Regions from separate parts of the Mus musculus genome. Here region 2 is linked to region 1. Evidence: chromatin contacts called from public ChIA-PET data. All regions are on one chromosome and are shown on one strand. Each heading gives the region's core, a stretch centred on a gene start, on an enhancer-like site or on the middle of the called end of the contact. The rest is flanking DNA. Distances are from core to core; before and after follow the strand shown.

Region 1 (2,700 bases), core at 94-2,593:
ACTTTACCTGAAATATCAACTTTTAACAGAGAAGACATATTCAGTTCACTAGTCCCATCACCTAAGTCCCAGCTACATATTTACCTTCCCTGTCTCCAAGTAGTTTTTTCATCTCTTGTACCTGTTTCTTGAAGCAGGCTGCCTGGGGTGGAGGGTGGGGTGTGGGGGGAGTGGGATATCTCATAAAAGAGTAAACACTACCTGCTGGTCATCGAAGGGAACTGAAAAGGGCCAACGATTATGTCTGCTTCCAACATTTCATCAGGTTTTTAGGAAATTGATTTCAGCTCTCATCTATGAATGTAAGAGTGCCTTGATAGGGAAACCATGCCAAAAGCGGAGCCACCCATCTTGTTATAACCATCGCTGATATAAGTGAAGACTTTGGAAACAGTAACATTGAGTCCAAGTTTTAGGACTTCTTAACAACTACAGCCCTACACATTCACTATACAATGAATTGATCTTCATGAGACCTGGTATCACAAACCATGTACGTGTTAAAGAACAACAACAACATAGCATTGAATCCTCCTTTTCTTCGCAAGTAGTTTTAACTGTCCCCAAAGAGTTCTTAGTTGTCTGAATAAGCCCTTTATCCATTGGGCCGCTCTATGAACATTTGCTGACTATTTGAGTATCTATAATTTTTTACCATGCATATCTTTCTCAGCTTATAATTCTGTTCCCCTAAGAGAGCCTCAGAAGCAGTTGGAGCTTGTAAAGACCATTACTTAAACCTACAAGGAAGAATAATCTTCACTTTAAGAACCACGCCTGCAATAAACATAGACTTGAAAGCCAAAAAGTCTGGATTTGGGCTTCATTTCTATGTTTCCCCAGCTATATGATTTAAGCAAGTGGCCACCAAAGACTTGGCCTCCCCTTGTGTTAAATGGACTCAATCACATGGCTTAATCAATCCACACAATATCTACAGTTCTTAGCACAGGGTAATAACTATCAAGCACTGTAATTTATGTTCACTTAAATATATTTTCCTGGCTCAACACTTCACTTCCAGTTCTCTCTCTCTCTCTCTCTCTCTCTCTCTCTCTCTCTCTCTCTCTCTCTCTCTCTCTCCCTCCCTCTCTCTCTCTCTCTCTCTCTCTCTCTCTCTCTCTCTCTCTCTCTCTCTCATTCCCTCAAATGTACAGTTCTGAGCATTTCTTTCTCCTAGTGGATCAGTTACTTTCTTATAAAAACATTTCAGCTCACTTTTATCCTTCTATCATTCTGAAAGCACTGTATTCAGAAAAAAAAAAAACTCAGCACCAGGTGGGTTCTGACCTACATAGAGTAAAGAGGGAGTTAGTTATACCCCTTGTTTTTGATGTGTTAGGTATCATTTGGGTGGGGCGACTTTTTACCTTTGTATGTCTACATCCTGCCGTTGACTCAGAGATCACTTGGGACTCAAAACTCTAGTTCTTTCACACATGTGCTGCATCTGAGCCATGTACCCCCTCTGTGTGTGCAAATTGTTGCTTTTCTATCTGTGAGGATGTGCAGGAGACCAAAATGTACTTCGGTTCTCTTGCATTTATTTCTTTAGTGCTTCTTCCAAACTTACCAAGTCTCAACAAGATTCTAATTCTGTAGTCCATTATATTTATCCCTCTATCCTCACACTCTCTCAGATGGGATCATGTCGCCTTATTTAATCTTATACAAGTGATTCACAAAATCACAGCAAGATCTCAGCTCGATATGGAGCACATGTTCTCCAAACTCTGCCTGGAGTCCAGGATCTGCTAAAACTCAGAGAATCAGTTCTTCCCCCTCCTCTCTCCCCAGCTGCAGAATGCATTTACCATCTCCAGCTTTCCAGATCCCTTCAATTCCTGTGAACCAAGGTGCTCCATAAGGAGCCTCAGACCCTACTTAGTGGTTTGTTGATGAAAATTCTGCAGGCCTTGTAGCACTGACAGAATGGTAAGTGGGGAAATCTAAGTCCTTCCCAGCTCCAGACACACACATTGTGATATATCTTACAAGGCATCTGACCTGCAAAGGGACAGTGCTGATCTTGAGTCCCATAGTTAACCAGGCACAGTAGGACCCTTAATACTTGTTTCCCTGACCGATTCCAGCAAAGAGATATAGGAACATGATAAAAAAAATAATCTTAAGAAGAACTGTTTTTCATCAAACATCAGCAAGTGAAGAGATGCATTCCTGGGACTTTTCGGTTCCTGAAGACAATGGGGGAAGGGGTGGAAGCATCTCACCCCAGGTCTGGCTGTTTATCTGTAAGTAACATCAGCACCAAGTAAGAATGGCCACCTGCCATAGCTCCATCTCCAGGAGTCACAACAGGATGTGGTTTGACATTTACCAGGTCCTACATCTGGGGTGCCTGTGAATGCTCCCCCACTCACTCACATTCTGAGCATTTTGGGAACCACACTTGCCACATCCTGTCTTCAAACCCTTCTCATGCAGCCCTTTCTACCTCAGCCTCTAGCTATCACCGTGACAGTGAGAACAACCAAGAGGAGGGTCTCTAAAGGGGAACCCATATATCTCATCTCAAGCCCCCCATCTAAACTATCTTACATCTGTTAGAAGTCACACAGGAAACAGAAGCCTTCAGTATGCACCATGGAGACAGGTGCAATAACAGCTCTGACCTCATTAGGGTTCCCATGGCTCCCACATCACCGCTCTTCCCACTTCTCTTTCCACTTAACCCCAACT
Region 2 (2,878 bases), core at 64-2,563, 800 kb after region 1:
TGAGAACTATATAGAATTTTCAGGCATGGCATGTTATTTATCTCTTCACATAAAGCAGCAGGCAAACGAACTAAATGCCATCCCTTTTACAATGGAGGCAATGAAACCGAATGAATGAAAAATCTTGTCCACTGAGTTGGAAACCAGGCTCCCTGACCTCACGGAGTTTCTCCATCTTTGCCAACAGGGTTAATTAACTCTGACCTGAGTGCAACCCTTGGGGCCGTCTTTTCAGGTAACATCCCCCAGTTTCTTATCCTAGGTTCATGGGGTTAGTTTGCATGCCCCTAAAGCATAGCTCAAGGACATATACTGACCAACCATACTGGACAGTAGGGTGCAGCAGATGGGGAGCGCCAAGGTTTGGAGCCTCAGCCAGGGATGACAGGGCGAAACCAAAGGAAGCACCGAGGGTTGGATATTGGACTAGAGGCTCTAGCTCGTAACTCTATAATTTGGACGAAGTTTCCGTGTGTTGTTTAAAAAAAAAAAAAGAAGAAGAAGAAGAAGATCGGAAGGGAAAGATGCAAGATTAAGAAAGTAAGAAAAGCAGACACCAGCTTAGTCATATCTCTTTCATGTAGCCTGGGGCAGTCTCAGGCTGAGGAATCTGGTAGGACCAGTGGGGGGCTCCACCGAGCTTTGTCCCGGGGCGCGCTGACAACCCAAAGACTCTTGAGGGACTGGGAAAGGCTTGCTGAAGGGATCCTCAAGGACTAGTCCCCGGGGGCTATTTGGGTCTTCCTAGGTTGTCTGACCACTCGCCCTGACTTCGCCCTTGTACCTCCATTCCTGGACTCAAAGCACTGGACTCTTGTCCCCGGGGCAATACTATTGCAGGCGGGTCTAGGGCAAAGCGAATTCCTAGAAGCCTTAAGAGGCTGCCTAGCTCAGGAAGTTAGCATTCCCCCAGCTTAGGCTCCTGCTCACACACTAGTGGGTTACAGAAGGCCGGCCTGGGAGCCAAGTGCCCGCAGGGCCAACGTCCCTTCACCATCCCCCGCCCACCCAGGAGTACAGTTCCATCCCAGTCCTGCGTTCCGGGACTGACCACAGGACACGTGGGACGCGGAGCTGAAGCTGCAGGGAGGGGCGGGGTCGGTCAATGGCAGGCAGGCCCGGGGTGCGCGACTGAGCTGCTTCAGGACCGCTGGGATTACTAGCCAGCCTGCTCAGCCTGGAGTGCGGACAGTGAGTCAGTTCTCCAGCACTCGCGGGTCGGGAGGAGGGAGGTGGGGTAGGTGGCAGGTCAGGAAATGACATCAGAGGCCTGTGCTGGGGAAGGGTGGTCTGTGCCCGGCGGGGGCGGTGGTGAGTAGGGAGGCCGCAGGCGGACCTTTGCAGAGCCTGGAGCCCGGGGCAGGACCTGGGCCCCTTCCTGGGGGAGTTTCCTGTCGGGTCCTCCCTCCCCGGTCTCTCCCCGCCCCCTCTCCGGGCCGCTCCTTGTATGGTCTGGGCGCCGCTCTCTCCCCGCCCCCTCCCTCCCTTCCCGTGCACGACGTCCCTCCCCGCTTGGCTAGAAGCGGCTCCGGACCGGGACGCAGAGTCCGCGGACTCGGCGCCGAGGCGGTCATCCGAGACGCGCCTCTCACGCTCCTGCGCGCGGTGAGGAGCGGGGAGAAGCTCCGCCGCCCCGGGAAGGGGACGCGGGGAGGCGCGGGTGGGGTCACCGAGGGGCGCTTAGACCGAGGAGTGTCAGTCCGACACCGCTCTGCGTAACCTGACGACCCCACCCCCTGCAGCCCGGCCTGGCCATGGCGGCCCCCCGCCCGCCTCCCGCGATCTCCGTCTCCGTCTCGGCCCCCGCGTTTTACGCCCCGCAGAAGAAGTTCGCCCCGGTTGTGGCCCCAAAGCCCAAAGTGAATCCTTTCCGGCCTGGGGACAGCGAGCCTCCTGTAGCAGCCGGGGCCCAAAGAGCGCAGATGGGTCGGGTGGGCGAGATCCCACCACCACCCCCGGAAGGTATGCGGCTGGGATTGGGGGCCCTGATCTTTCTCGGGCGCCAGGGGTGGGGGTCGGTGGTTTGGGGAATTTGGGGTTGTCTGAAAAGGCTGTTGCGGAGGGGGCTGGGCGCTGGGTGGCTACCCTGTCCTGAGCAGATGTTCTTACCTCATCTTGGAGCTCCTGGCTGGGAGCCAGGACCCTTGGGACTGTTCCAAGTCTCCCGCCTGGGGGTAGGAGGCGGGAATGTGGGCCAGGAATCTTCCCCTCTGGATCCGTTCTCTGAAGTGTAACGGGAGCTGCACGGTTCTTCAACCTGGCTCGTTCTCACTCGACCTGCTTCGCCCAGGGCATCCTGAGCCCCTCGTTATGGTCTGCACACACTCTTGGGATGCAGGAAAGAGTTCTTGGATTAGGGGTTAAAGCAGTCGTCTGAGGAGAGGAGGAAAGAGGGTCGGTACTGATAGCCTTTTCTCTCCTTCCTACCCAGACTTTCCTTTGCCCCCTCCTCCCCTTATTGGGGAGGGCGACGACTCAGAGGGTGCCCTGGGAGGTGCCTTCCCACCTCCACCTCCCCCGATGATCGAGGAACCATTCCCCCCTGCTCCTCTGGAGGAGGACATCTTCCCCTCCCCTCCACCTCCACTGGAGGAGGAGGGAGGGCCTGAGGCCCCTACCCAGCTCCCACCGCAGGTAGGGAGGGCTTGGAAGGGCAGCTTTGCTGGAGATGGGGTGGGGGACACCTCCATGGGCTGGAGAGGAGTGGGGTGACAAGGGAAGACTGGGATGGGTGCTCTGACCCTTGACCCTCCAGCCCAGGGAGAAAGTGTGCAGTATTGACCTGGAGATTGACTCTCTGTCCTCACTGCTGGACGACATGACCAAGAACGATCCCTTCAAAGCCCGGGTAAGGGGCAGGACAGTAGGAAAGTCTGGG

What was found. ChIA-PET counts read pairs in DNA pulled down with a chosen protein or histone mark.
Region 2: an RNA polymerase II ChIA-PET map of memory CD8 T cells shows a contact between it and region 1, with 459 read pairs. The contact joins the promoter of Zyx here to the enhancer-like site in region 1. A contact is called at or near these places in 3 of 39 promoter capture datasets (cranial neural crest, hippocampal neurons and liver), 5 of 484 Hi-C or Micro-C datasets (CD4 T cells, CD8 T cells and double positive thymocytes), 10 of 115 datasets of contacts at active chromatin or transcription factors (CD8 T cells, double positive thymocytes, effector CD8 T cells and 7 more) and 2 of 9 other capture datasets (adipose tissue and liver).

What each region holds. Positions count from the first base shown.
Region 1 is chr6:41,552,143-41,554,842 of GRCm38.p6, forward strand. It overlaps Tcrb. Among named protein-coding and RNA genes, the nearest start is that of Prss2, 32 kb to the left of the region's middle. Within about 2 kb of position 1,344, at least 89 of the 459 cell types and tissues checked have an H3K27ac peak or open chromatin away from gene starts, as enhancers often do. A contact at or near this core is called in CD8 T cells, adipose tissue, double positive thymocytes and 5 more, where this site is marked.
Region 2 is chr6:42,348,515-42,351,392 of GRCm38.p6, forward strand. Zyx (zyxin) reads left to right here and starts at 1,314. Exons shown (of 10, transcript NM_011777.3): 1 at 1,314-1,605; 2 at 1,743-1,962; 3 at 2,432-2,634; 4 at 2,756-2,848. The coding sequence starts at 1,755.